2 separate regions of the Zea mays genome follow, and region 2 is linked to region 1. The links are chromatin contacts, called in public Hi-C maps. All regions are on one chromosome and are shown on one strand. Each heading gives the region's core, a stretch centred on a gene start, on an enhancer-like site or on the middle of the called end of the contact. The rest is flanking DNA. Distances are from core to core; before and after follow the strand shown. Region 1 holds the start of LOC100279299. Region 2 holds the start of LOC100273421.

Region 1 (6,678 bases), core at 573-3,072:
AATTTTTCAAATGGGTTACTAATGTAGCACCCATGTAGGAGATCAAACATGAGCTCCAGTAGGGAAACAGAAATAGGATGTCCAACACTAGATTTTTTCTGTAGCATCTTAGGAACAGAAAAAAAAAACAATTTGTACAGTTGCTAATGCGCACAGTAAACATAGTCATACTAATTACCTCCCATGTGCACAACAAGCATATAGTCATACTTCGGGCATGTTTGTTTCAGCTTTTTTGTTGATTCTGGTCGCCAGAAGCTACTGTGCTGTGGACTGACAAACGCCTAGCTTTTCAGCCCACTTCTATGATAATTGATTTGGTGAAAACCGTCCAAAATCAACATGAATACACAATCGGCTGAATCATCACGATAGAAGGAATCCGTCACTTCCTAGATCCTAAACACTATGTACCCCTTCATATTCCTCCGCACGTAATCCCCACGATACTCAGATTCTCCCTCACAACCAAATTCTCCCCACAACCAGATTCTCAGAAAAGCTCATAAAAAAAGCCGAAACAAATAAGCCCTTAACATTGCCAAGCATAGCACGAAATAAACAACATCCAAGATATTGATGTCCCTCATCAGCACTAGGAAAATGCCGATCAAACAACATAAAGCAAAATGATCATATAAAGTCAAAGTGCCCAAAAGCTATACAATGATGACATATGGATGGGTCATTGAATGCTAGAAGGTTGCAACATAGATATACTAACGACAGGGTCAAGGCTCCATAACTATATACTAGTAGATTCACAAGTGTAGGAATCAGGCACAGTCCAGTCCAAAAGCGAATTTCCTTTCCTTCACAAATCCCAACATGCAAGTGGTGAGAAAAACACCCAAAAAAAACTAGTTGTGGCAGACCCAATGTTGAATCACAGAATCAAGATTCCTACCAGCAAAGGGGCGCCACACAAACAAAATGGCGCAACGAACTCACCTGCTTCTCAGCTACCGTGTTGTTGAAGCTACCAGGATCGGTCTCTGCAAGACCAGAGCACAGATTAGCACAAGCAACTCCAAGCCCAAACCGGGACCTCCATTCTCAACGTCCCCACACGCTGCAACCCACCAAGGCCGAGATCTAAACAGCACGGCCACCGACACTCGCACCCGCCCTCACCCACACACCCGCCCGTAGAACCAGATCCCGCCCGAACGGATCGATGAACACCGGGAGTTGGCCAGATCCACGCACCTCCGCCGCCCTGCTCGCTCTCGGACTCCGGGAACTCCTTCTCCAGCGCGCGGTCGATCATGTCGGCGAGGCTGCCCTCCTTGGCCTCCGTGGCATTGCCCTGAGCCACCACCTCGCCGCCGGCCTCCGCCACGGCCACCCCATCCCCGCGCGCCTCCGCCTCCGCCTCGACCTCCGGCTTCCCCGCGCGGCCCTCGTGCCCAGCGCCGCCGCCGCCGCCGCCGCCGCCGCCGCGGCCAGCGGCCTCGGCGGCAGCGACCGGGGAAAATGCTACGGCCGCAGCGAGGAGCAGGCCGCAGACGACGAGGAACGGGAGGGGTGAGGAGGAGCCCGGGTGGTTGCTAAACCGACGCGGCAGCATCGCCGGCGAGGGGGTGGGGGTTTGGCAGGCGAGCGGGCAGCGCGTCGGAGTCCGTGTGAGGGCTGACTGGCCGTGGCCGGCTCCGCTGGGGTTTAGATTTTCTGGAAGGCGACGGAGCGTGGCGGTGACGGTGTGCGCCGCTCGTGACGGTGAAGGGACGCACGCGCTCGCGTACGACCAGGCAGACGCAGTCAGACAGCCAGGAAGCCACAGAGGCGATGGGGTCGGAGGAAGACGCTTTGCGAAGTGTGCGTATTGTGTAGCGTTGTGAGTTTGTGACGCTGTGGCAATTTGTAGAGGACATATCCTGTGCAATCACTCATTTTGGTGCAAGCGTGCAATCAAACTATCCAGAGCATCCAATTCAGATCCAACGATTTTATATGGAAGGGGTTAAAAGTAAAATAGGTACTATGTTTTAGGTGGAAGGGGTTAAATATAAAATAACAATCATCATTAGATCTAGATCGGATACACCAGATCGCTTGATTGCATGCTTGCACCAGGATAAGTGATTGCATAGGATATTTCCCCCCAATTTGTAGGGGGTTTGTTTTGTTGTATGGAGTTAAAGCAACTCCAGTAATTCTTATAAGAAAGTTTCCAATAATTCTTATAAAAATGTTTCCTAAGAGCATTTTCAAAAGTCTTTCTAAATTCCACTCTCTAAATTATTATTTACAGACATAAAAACAGTTTTTATATCTTTTCAATTTCTAATAGTCTTTCTATATTTTGTTTACACTCTAGACAGCTATTCACGTTTTCTATATTTTACTAGCGAGAAACCTATAATGGAAGATTTCTATATTTGGATATTCATTTAGATGAGTTGTTGTAGGATACTTTTTTTAAAAATATATATATTTATATAGATTAGAAAGAATATAGAGAGCCTTTTAGAGTTGCTCTAAACTCGTGTTTAGTAAGTTACTAAATAGCTATTAAAAGTAAAAAATAGCTTGATATTCAATAATTCCTAATATTTAGGGAGTAATTCAATTTTGAATCTAGTTTTGACATGGCTGCTCCTGTCGAACCTAGCTAGTGATGGGGTCGAGAGTAGATGTCGAGGTGAAAGGTCTCTTGTGGTTTTTGGTGTTTGGATGATAACACAATTAAAGGACTGACCAAGGTGTTAAGTGTTGAGTAGGTACTTAGTGTAGAGCTTATAAAGTTCAACACAAGAAGTCTTGCGTCATATTGAGATATTCTATATATGCTGAGATGAATATCATGGGCGGAGCTAAGGCCCGGACAGGATGGGCTGTTGCCCGGGCTTTATCTCTTGCAAAAACCTATTATATCTAGGTAATGTTTTTCTTTTTTTTCTTGGCAGCCGTCCATAATTTCTCATCTGATGGCATGGTCATGTGTATCCGCTGCCGCTGCTTGCTGGATGCCATGCTTACAAACAGATTCTACACCGCCAAAGGTTGTATGGCCTAACTTAATTTTCTTTTCATATGGGTTGTACGAGAGCAGACTCCGCCCACACTCATGCACATTTTTTGTTTGCGCCAGAAAACAACAACGATAATGTCAACAGTCATCTCATTTAGCTCATCTCCACGATAATAGCAATGTTGTCAATGCCGACCCAAGCGATAATTAGCTTGAATCATTAATTTTTTTCTGCTTCATATCCAAGATCACGGTGCTCAGAGGTATTTCGAGTCATACAGATAAATGGTTCGATCACTTGGTGCTGTGTTAGTGTTACATTAAGTGGAAATTATTTAAAGCATTTGATAATTATACAATAACACAACGTCATAGCATAAAGACTGAAAATGAGACTACCTCGTGTTATATGAGATTAGCATATTATATACATGCAAGCAAATTTTTAAGTACTTTGCAATATACATGCAGAATATTTATGATTTTTTTACATTATGTAATCTTTTTAAGTTGCCCAGGCTTCCAATAAATTCTAGCTCCGCCACTGATGAATATGGATTGTGGATATCACAAGTAAAGAAAGTTAAAGGATGGACATTACTAAGTGAAAATCGATGTACATCACCTGAAGACAGCTAATTGAACCAAGGACAAAGGCAAGAAGGACTTCCAGGGACTAGAGCAAGGGAGAAGGTCAATAGGACTGAGATACCCGAAGCTAAGGAGAAGAAGATGTTCTTGCACGAAGTCAAGGTTGATCAAATCGAGAAGGGTTATGGTGCATTAAGGTAATTCATATGGTTTATAGTTTTAAGTCATAAGGCTCAGCATCCTAACTTCAATGGAGTCATGGTCACAAGATCGAGTAGAAGTATCAAAGTCAGAACCTAAAAGGGCCCAAAGAGTTGTGCATCTTTAATTAGGAGTTTGGGTCACTCATGTGTTTGAAAAGGTTCTTAATGACCATTGGAAGTGTTGTAACTCAAGATAAGGCTAGAGGGATCAAGTTATGTGACTTAGAGTTTTGGAGTCCAATATTGAGCTCAAGCAAGGCCAAAAGAGCAAGATGATGAAAAAGGATAAGTATGAAAGCTTTTGAATATGTTTCATGCACCTTTTACAATGTTATTGGCACTTTTGTTTGTAGTCTAACTTGGTTTCTAGTGCAAGTGCCATTTTGGTCCTTGTTTGAGATGAAACGGAAAAGTTGTGGAGAATAAATGTGAGTTTCTATGACTTAGTGAAAGGCAAATGTTCCCTTGGACCATTTCTAATTATTTTGGTGATTAATTGCCCAACACACCACGTTGGACTAACTACCTTGATATGAGCATGAGCACAAGTTCTAGCAAAAGCAAATTGAGGATAATAAGTTCAAATGAGTGGAAATGAAGGCCAAAAGTGCAACTTTGGGTAAAGCTACAAAAATATGAGGTTTAAGTACTTAAATAAGTTGCATACACCTTATACTATGTCTCTTGCACCTTGGTTTGGCTACCAACTCTTTTGTGCAACAAAAGTGACTTTTGGACTTAGGGAGTGTTTGGAATGGCTCTAGGTTCTAGCTCCAGTGTGGAGCTGTAGTTTATAATATTAATTTAAATAGTTTATAAATATTTTTAATATAAATAATAAAGAAAATGACTTATACAATTGTATTCTAAAGGCTTACAGCTCCAGCTCCACGATTTTCTGGAGCACCTAATGACCTGCTCCACCAACCCCACTAAATTTTCTGGAGCTCGAGCTGTCCCAAATAGGGCCTTAGTTTCGGGCATATTGCAAACCCCAGTGAAAATCATATGAAAAAAGTATGGTTCTTACATTTAGTCAATTGTTTTATGAGCTAACTATGTCTATGTCATAGGGAACACCTCAAGAAAAGCCAAAAGAACTTTGAGGATTTAGGCTCATCTGGTCTGAAAGGCACCAGGCCGACCCGGTGGCGCACCAGACTGAGTCTGTGCCACCCAGATGAACAGTGTGCTCTCATGATTTTTCTTCACAAATCACCAGACTGTGAATTGTGTTCGGTTCGGTGCACCAGACCACTTTCTCCAACCGCTACCTGGCATCATCAGACGGTCTGATGGTGCACCGGACTGGTCCGGTGCTCGCCTGGTTTGGAAACTGGCCAATCAGATCCCCGCACTAGGGTGCTACAGGACTCGGTCAGGTGTGCACTAGACCGGTCTAGTGCCCCCGCAGAGTGCAGAATTATGACAGTTTTTACAAGGAGCAACGACTTCTAGGCCCCTTGGGGCTATAAAAAGGATCTCATGGCGCCTCCATTCAGTATCCAAGCATCTCAAGAGCACACCAACACTCTGACACTCTGCGACCACGCCCTCTAGTGATTTGAGAGAGATTCGAGCACTTTTTTGAGTTGTACATGTGTGATCTTGAACTCACGCTCGTGTCTTTGCTTCTTGTGCGTGTGTTGTTGCTGTTGGGGACTTGTTCTCAAATGCTATGAATTAAGAACAAGGCAACATAAAATGTTAAATATTAACGTCCTTCGTCCGCTGAAGCATTATTTCCCCAAGGATTTAATGAACTTCGGACGAAGGTTAAAATGACACAATTACGAAGGTTGCATCTTCGTAATTGAACTCTCAGAGATAATATAAAATAACACGAGACATAAAGCGTTAAAGACAAGTAAATTAGAAGTAAACAACATCATTCACATATTATATAAATTTGATGTATTCAAATATAATGTTTAGATACATTTATACCTCTGCCTTGGCAAGGAATAATTTCTGAGAGATGTAATTGCAATTACAGGAATGCGTGAACAGTAAAGGAACATTGTTCACTATTTATAGGCACAGAACACAGCCTATGAGCAATTACAATTATACCCCTCATAAAAGTTTACAACAACGAATCAAACTCTTATGGACTAAAAGGTCATTCTATCTTTAAGTCGGTTTGTAATTCCAAAGCTTCATGAACGGCACCCTTCGGCATCACGTACAGACAGTTTCAGCCGAAGCTGTTTCTTCCTGCAGGACCTTCGGCGACGAAGCATGGTCCCAACAGTAGCCCCTTCGCGGTGCTAGATCGTTTTTCGTAACGAGCTTGGTCCGTGAAAAAAGTCTCTTAGGCTTCAAGAAGCCGAAGGTCCGAAAAACACCTTCCCTGAGCTCGTTGTCGAGAAACGATACAGCTTCCGAGCGCGTAGCGGTCCCACCATGCAGGTTCGCTGTTTTGGTCTTTGCGGCCCACCGCGCAGCGGGTGCGAGCAGCTGTTTGCCTAGTGTAAAAATCCTGACGACTCACCTTCTTACCTGCAGCACTATATAAACAGACAGGTAGGTGTGAAGTTACCACAACATTCATTGCTATTGCACTGTTTTGCTGCCAAAAAATTTAACCGTAGCCGAAGCTTGACTCTCGCATTCAGACGAAGCTCCAGTTTAGTGCCTACTTCGTCAGAAGAAAAGCTTCGGGAGAAAAGGTTATTTAATTCCCAAGAAATCTTTCAAGAAATTCAAAATAAAATGGCCAGAGTGTGCTCTACTGCTAGAGTTGAGCGTGAGGGAGACGAAGCCGAAGGTACGGAGACTGTTCCTATCTCCGAAGCAATGCAGCGATCCGGATTGGTGACCTCGGAAAGAATCCCCACTGCCGAAACAGAACAAGCTGCTACCGAAGCGGAACAAGAAGATATTGAGGGAGCTGATTCTGACGGTGAT
Region 2 (6,050 bases), core at 2,660-5,159, 170 kb after region 1:
ACCTTGCCGACTGAGGCACGTGTGTCAGGATAAGGTGTCAGGCGATCCTCGCATTGAATGCGCCTGCGATACGGTCGGTTGGTGAGGCGATTTGGCCAAGGTTGCTTCACTACGAAGCCTATCCGAGCTGGGCTTCGGGCGAGTCGAGGGTGCGCTTGTTGCTTAAGGAGGCCCTCGGGCGAGGCGTGAATCCGTCTGGGACTACAGTTCCCGCCCGAGGCTGGGCTCGGGCGAGGCGAGATCGCGTCCCTTGAGTAGACGAAGCCTTGATCTGAATCATGCCCATCAGTCTCTGCAGCTTGTGCTGATGGTGGTTACCAGCCGCGTTTAGGACTGTTGGGGGTACCCCTAATTACTGTACCCGACAGTAATCACTCTCGCATCTCCACCTTCGAGTAAGCCGAATGTATCAATGTAATATTAATAATGTCGATATTCATACATGTTTTATAGAATGTAAATATGTATGAATTAAGGAAATGTAGTTACTGCCTCCATCCTTTTACATTCTCATTTGTATATTAAATGATGAAGGTAAGTCCTTATTGACCTTCGTGTGATGAGCATTATTCCCATATAGATATAATGCTTTGAAGGATGAAGGTCCATAATAATTAACAATTGATGTAGTAGTGTAGTGGTAAATAAGGTTATACTCTAGAGAGAGGTTGCGAGTTCAAATCTCACCATTCACATGTAAATTTGATTTAAAAATGGTGAAAAATGATAAGACGATAGGTAAGACAATGACAAAGTGGTTGAGGAGAGTTGTTCCCCTTAATTTTAAAAAAAGCTTACCGAGTCTAAAATAGATTTTCCATATTTACTACTAGTGTCGAAGAGCAGTTCGGACAGGTGGAACTTTCGCAACACCACAAAATCTGGGAAGTAGAACAAAAGGAGAGGCTCGCTTATTGTAGCACTGGAAAAAACAAGAAAGAACCAATTCACGCACTTGGAAGGAACAAACGCAGGCAACTTTTATTCGAAACGGCATGGGTACTCCTCTCAACTCTGTAAAAAAAATGACCGTACATGGCACACATACTGTATTCGTAGTCTATATATATGTATATGGTACATGGACACTTGGAACGACAGCTCTTGGTGGGGCCTTGGGGTTCCATCCATCCAGGTCCAGGCCAGGCCGCCCCTTCTCACCATCTTAGCTTGGCCGGGAAGTACTGCAGGGAAAAAAAAACAAGAATTCAGACAAGTAAGCTCAGATCACTATATGAGAACGTGGTTCTGGTTCTGATTCAGCCGACGACGCCAAATAAATGCGTGGATACATTACAGATGCATACCTTGTCGATTAGGGACATGTAGTAGGGCTTCACCTCCTCCACGTCGATCCTGCTGTTGCTCTTGCTGTACAGGTCATACTTGCTGCAACAAGAGGGGAAAAGAGACAGCCAACGAACGCCAGTTGTTAATTATATATACTCATCTATAAAGTGTCCACGTCTCGTCCATATATATCAAGTATGCGCAACCAATTGATCTGGTGCTGTCTTGTCTTACTTGAACACATGCAGCCACTTGAGGTTCTCCTTGTCCTCATCGTCCATCAGGTGTGTGTAGGCTCCATGCTTGTGCAGGGCTGCGTGCATATATGTATATATAAATGCATGCATCCTGATTTAACCTTCTTTTTTTCGCTCCGTACAGTTACAAAAAGGGAGGGATCAGCGAGCGAGAGGGGCAGGGGGGAGGGCGCTTACGGTAGAACGAGTGGTATCTGATGATGAACAGCCCCGCGGAAGGAAGGGTGCACTTGTTCTCCTTGGCCACCTGACGAGATGAGATGAGATGAGCACACGCACATGCATGCATGCCATGCCAGGCAGCGTTTTTCTTTTCTTTTCTTTTCTTCTCCCTTCACGCGGCACACACTACGCAATGTGGATACTGACCAGGTACATGTAGTCGTCGTGGCCCCATGACATGAGCACCTTGTTGAGGCCGCAGCCCTCCGAGTAGACCCCCAACTTGGTGTTGAGCTTCGGGTTGTGGTAGTCGGGGTTCTCCTTGAAGTACTGCGCAACAGAGTCAGGGCAGGGCGGTGAAGATGAAGAGAGGAGAGCACACTACTGAAGCCTGCAACTGCAATTGCTTACTACCTTGAAGTGGACGTTGCACTCGTCGTATGCGCAGCCGACGGGGAAGGTGTCACCTGAAAGCTACAGGTTTCAGAGGAGGAATTTTGAGTATTATATTGCATCGCCAAGATTTCCCCTTGCTTACCGACGACAGCCCACTGAGGGAGCTCCCCGAAGCTTGGGTGCAGCAGCACCTTGCCCAGGTCTGAAAATGACAGTGAGTTAGATTAGAGAAGCGTGGCGACGACAGTTGCATCGGCAGTAAGCAAGCAAGCAAGCAGTGCAGGCCATACCGTGGATGAGTCCGGTGAGGTGGAGCCAGTCCTCGTCGGGGTAGTCCTTGCGGATGGCCTCGGCGGTCTGCAGCAGGTGCTCGATCTGGGGCATGTCCAGGTCCGGGTCGCTGTCGTCGATGAACTCGTTCAGCAGCTCGATGCACTCCCAGATGCCCATCTCCGTCTTGTCCAGCCGCCCGTACTCCGCCCGCATCCGCGCCACGAACTCGTGCGTCTGCCTCACGTGGTTCACCCGGTAGAACTCCTCTACCGTCTGCTTCCGCTCCGACTCCGCGTCGTAGTCCCTGCACCAAGGGTCAGGAGTTCCCGGTCGTTCATCAGCTCCTGCGTTCTCATTTTTTATTTTTTCCCAAGGACATTAAGGCCACACAGCTCAGTGCAAGGAAGAAAAAATTAGTCCGGGTTCGCTATGTATAACTTAAAAAGATAATATAAATAAATCCACCGTGTTAGCATAGTCACAGTAGCCACAAAAATATCGTTGGTGCTTGTGGGGCCGCTGTCGTGGACACCCATAAATCTTTGGGGGCGCACATGCCAAGTTGTTCCTTCATTTGGCAACCTGCTTGTTCAGATGCCTTTGGAAACAAAACTGTATCACTCGGAACGTAAAACTTAACAATAATTTCGGTGGGATGGCAAATTCCTCAGTAATTTCGGTGGCAAATTCCTCAGTAATTTTGCTGGAGCCTGTACGGCAATGCAGCGGTCCAGCAGAGTGGAAGCGGGCAGCAAAGGCCTTTCTCGTCCGCCGACTTCGTGTGTGTTTTGTGATGACAAGCTTGTTGGCAGACAAATAATTTTTATCCTGCCAAGTAAAAATGTGGATTTGCCCGAGTGTCTTTTTATGGTTACTTTATCATTAAACACAAGAGTGGAAAAATGCGTCACGTCACGCGTCTGTTTCCGTCTTTGACTCGGAACGAGAAGCACACAAGTGAACTGATCTGAGGTACTATTTATTATCAATCCACGTTGACGTAGATTAAAGTAAAAATTACTTTAGTTTTCATCTTAAAATCCACCTCAACACGTATTGGTTAATTCCATTATATAAATATGTGCATATCTAGATAAGCCCCAATCTTCTCTGCTTGCGCCTGGCCTTTGAGTTTTGGCGTCGACGTACGGATCCCCAAGAACCCACCGTAGCAAATCAGTAGGCTGTTTCACCTGAAGGTATTGCCGAAGGCGTTGGCGTCCGGCACGACGAAGCCGGCGTCGAGCACCAGCTCCGCGGGGTCACCTCCGCCGGGGACTTTCCTCTCCGCCACCGCATCTGCGCCATGACGACCATTCATCGCCATGAAACGAAACTTCCCAATAGGCAAACAGGGGAGGGAGAAGAACACGAGCGAAGAAAGAAAACACAAAAAAGCTCACCGAGCTGGGGCTGTTCAATGGTGATCGTCATCTTCTTCTCTGATCGTCGCGAAAAGAAGAAGAGGAAGAAGAGGAGGAGGGGGCTAGCCTTGGCAAAATGGCAGCACGTAACAGAGTCCAAGAACACGGCTACGGCAACGGTGGCGGCTTTGGTTCCTCTGGAGGCAAAATTCGCACGGCATTTATAGCTGGAGGTCCGGGGTGGCGCTGGCCCCGGCTGTCAGCCGGCAAGGTAGCTTGCAACAGCTGTGGGTGACGCGGCACGGAGAAGAAAAGCCGGAGCTAGCCGGGGGATCCGGATTTGCTAGGACACGGGAGTGACTCAGCCATGGCGTGGAGCTGCGTCTGTGGGTGACAGCGACACCTTGCGCTCTTTGCGGTAGGTATACTGCCCCTTCTTTCTCCCTGCGCTTGCATGCTTGTTATCGATATCGACCGACTAGTTGTCTATTTTTTTCTTCTCTTTTCTCCTATGGAGTATTCATTTAATTTTCTCTCTTCTTTTCTGTCTGCTCTTCCTTCGTGCATGAAGCGTTGGAGTAGATACTCGTATCAGTGTTTAATTGAGGAGCGGAGAAAAATGAAACATCTTTATTCTAATTTTTTTGGATATTTGGTATCCAACAAAAGAGAAACGGAATGACTCCTGTGGTCTCTATTTGAAAATTTATTATAAATAGTTATAGTGCTTTCGCTCCACCAAAGTAGTTGGACACGTGAGCGCTTTCTAGTACGTGATCGCTCTCCTCTATCTTCTCCGTTCTACACTCATATATGGCTCTCTAACCTTTTACCAAACAAAAAATAGAGTGACTTTATTCTATTTGCCAAACGAAGAATAGAACGGCTTAATTTAAAAAACTGAAATACAACTGATCTGTTCTAATTGACCCTTCAACTAAACACACCATAATTGAAGCATAGCCTGGAGCAAGGTTACTAGACCAAAAAAACTTGGGGGGTTGGGCATATCGGACCTGAAAAAAATGAATTGGGCTCTTAGGCTGCGCTGGCTCTGGCTGCAAAAAACTGATCCTGACCGGCCTTGGGCTTCCTTTGATATAAAAGCTCACCCTTCAGTGAAGGCCTCTTTCTCGGCAGCGGTTTCCTCGGTGGTGGGCAACGGTAAAAACACTTTGTTTTGGACTGATAAATGGATTGATGGGCAGAGTCTTTGTCAGTTGGCCCCCCACCTGGTCAAGACGGTCTCTTCTAGGGCTAAAAAGAGGAGTGTGCACAATGCTCTCACAACAAGGGGATGGGTGCAGGACATTCGAGGTGCTATCACCCTTAATGTTCTAGCTGATTTCTTCAAAGTGTGGGATCTCACCGCTCACTGGGAGTTACATCAGGATCATGATGATAAGCACATTTGGCTTCTCTCTAGCTCAGGTCTTTATTCCACCAATTCGGCATACACTGGTTTCTTTTTTGGATCAACAACCTTTAAACCCTGGGAGAGGATTTGGAAGGCTTGGGCGCCTGGTAAATGCAAGTTCTTCATGTGGCTTGTGGCTCATGGTCGCTGCTGGACTGCTGACCGTCTGGCAAAAAAGGGGCTGCCTCACCCTCAACTCTGCCCGTTGTGTGATCAGGAGGAGGAGACCCTAAATCATCTACTAGTTTCCTGCGTCTTCTCTCGAGATGTTTGGTTTCAGATTTTGAAGATTGTCCGGTTGCAGCATCTTGCTCCTAACCTTGCGACCTCTTCCTTTGAGGATTGGTGGGAAGGAATTGCCACGGTCCCGGGTGATCCAACATATAAGGGGCTGTTAAAGGGCCTCAATTCTTTGATCATTCTTGGGGCTTGGGCCATTTGGAATCACCGCAACCGTTGTGTCTTCAATGGGGAGCAGCCTTGTTCTACCATGGTCATCAAGTGGGTCAAGGAGGAGTCTCACAATTGGTGTAGGGCTGGAGCCAGTGGATTAGATAGCATCCTTTCCGCTCCAACGCACTAATCGGCGTCCTTCTTTCTTGGTCATGAGGGCAGTTGGTCATATTTTCATTGTACTTCTAGCTATCCCTGTGTGTGTGTGGGTGTGTGGGTTAGTTTGGCTTGTATGAGGTTTCTTATCCTCACCTTTTTTCCTCTTAATATAATGATACGCAGCTCTCCTGCGTTTTCGAAAAAAAAGCAGCTCATGCACTGTCTTGGCCTCCGAGGCGAGGTTCTAGGGGATAGCTCACCTCTTCATCGCAGTCATAAGAAAATGTTTCGGCCCATATGGCCAAATCTCCCAAACGGTTTACTTTCCTTTTCAAAAAA

What was found. A called contact is a pair of places that touch in the nucleus more often than the background predicts.
Region 2: a Hi-C map of tassel shows a contact between it and region 1, with 5 times the contacts expected there. The contact joins the promoter of LOC100273421 here to the promoter of LOC100279299 in region 1. A contact is called at or near these places in 8 of 25 Hi-C or Micro-C datasets (ear, endosperm, leaf and 2 more).

Annotation. Positions count from the first base shown.
Region 1 is chr9:75,675,559-75,682,236 of Zm-B73-REFERENCE-NAM-5.0, forward strand. LOC100279299 reads right to left here and starts at 1,823. Exons shown (of 20, transcript NR_173990.1): 1 at 1,210-1,823; 2 at 952-995.
Region 2 is chr9:75,841,506-75,847,555 of Zm-B73-REFERENCE-NAM-5.0, forward strand. It overlaps LOC100273421, which reads right to left and starts at 3,910. Exons shown (of 10, transcript NM_001147858.1): 1 at 3,782-3,910; 2 at 3,572-3,677; 3 at 2,396-2,682; 4 at 2,248-2,307; 5 at 2,124-2,176; 6 at 1,917-2,039; 7 at 1,725-1,794; 8 at 1,525-1,603; 9 at 1,308-1,389; 10 at 962-1,184. The coding sequence starts at 3,812. The coding sequence ends at 1,158.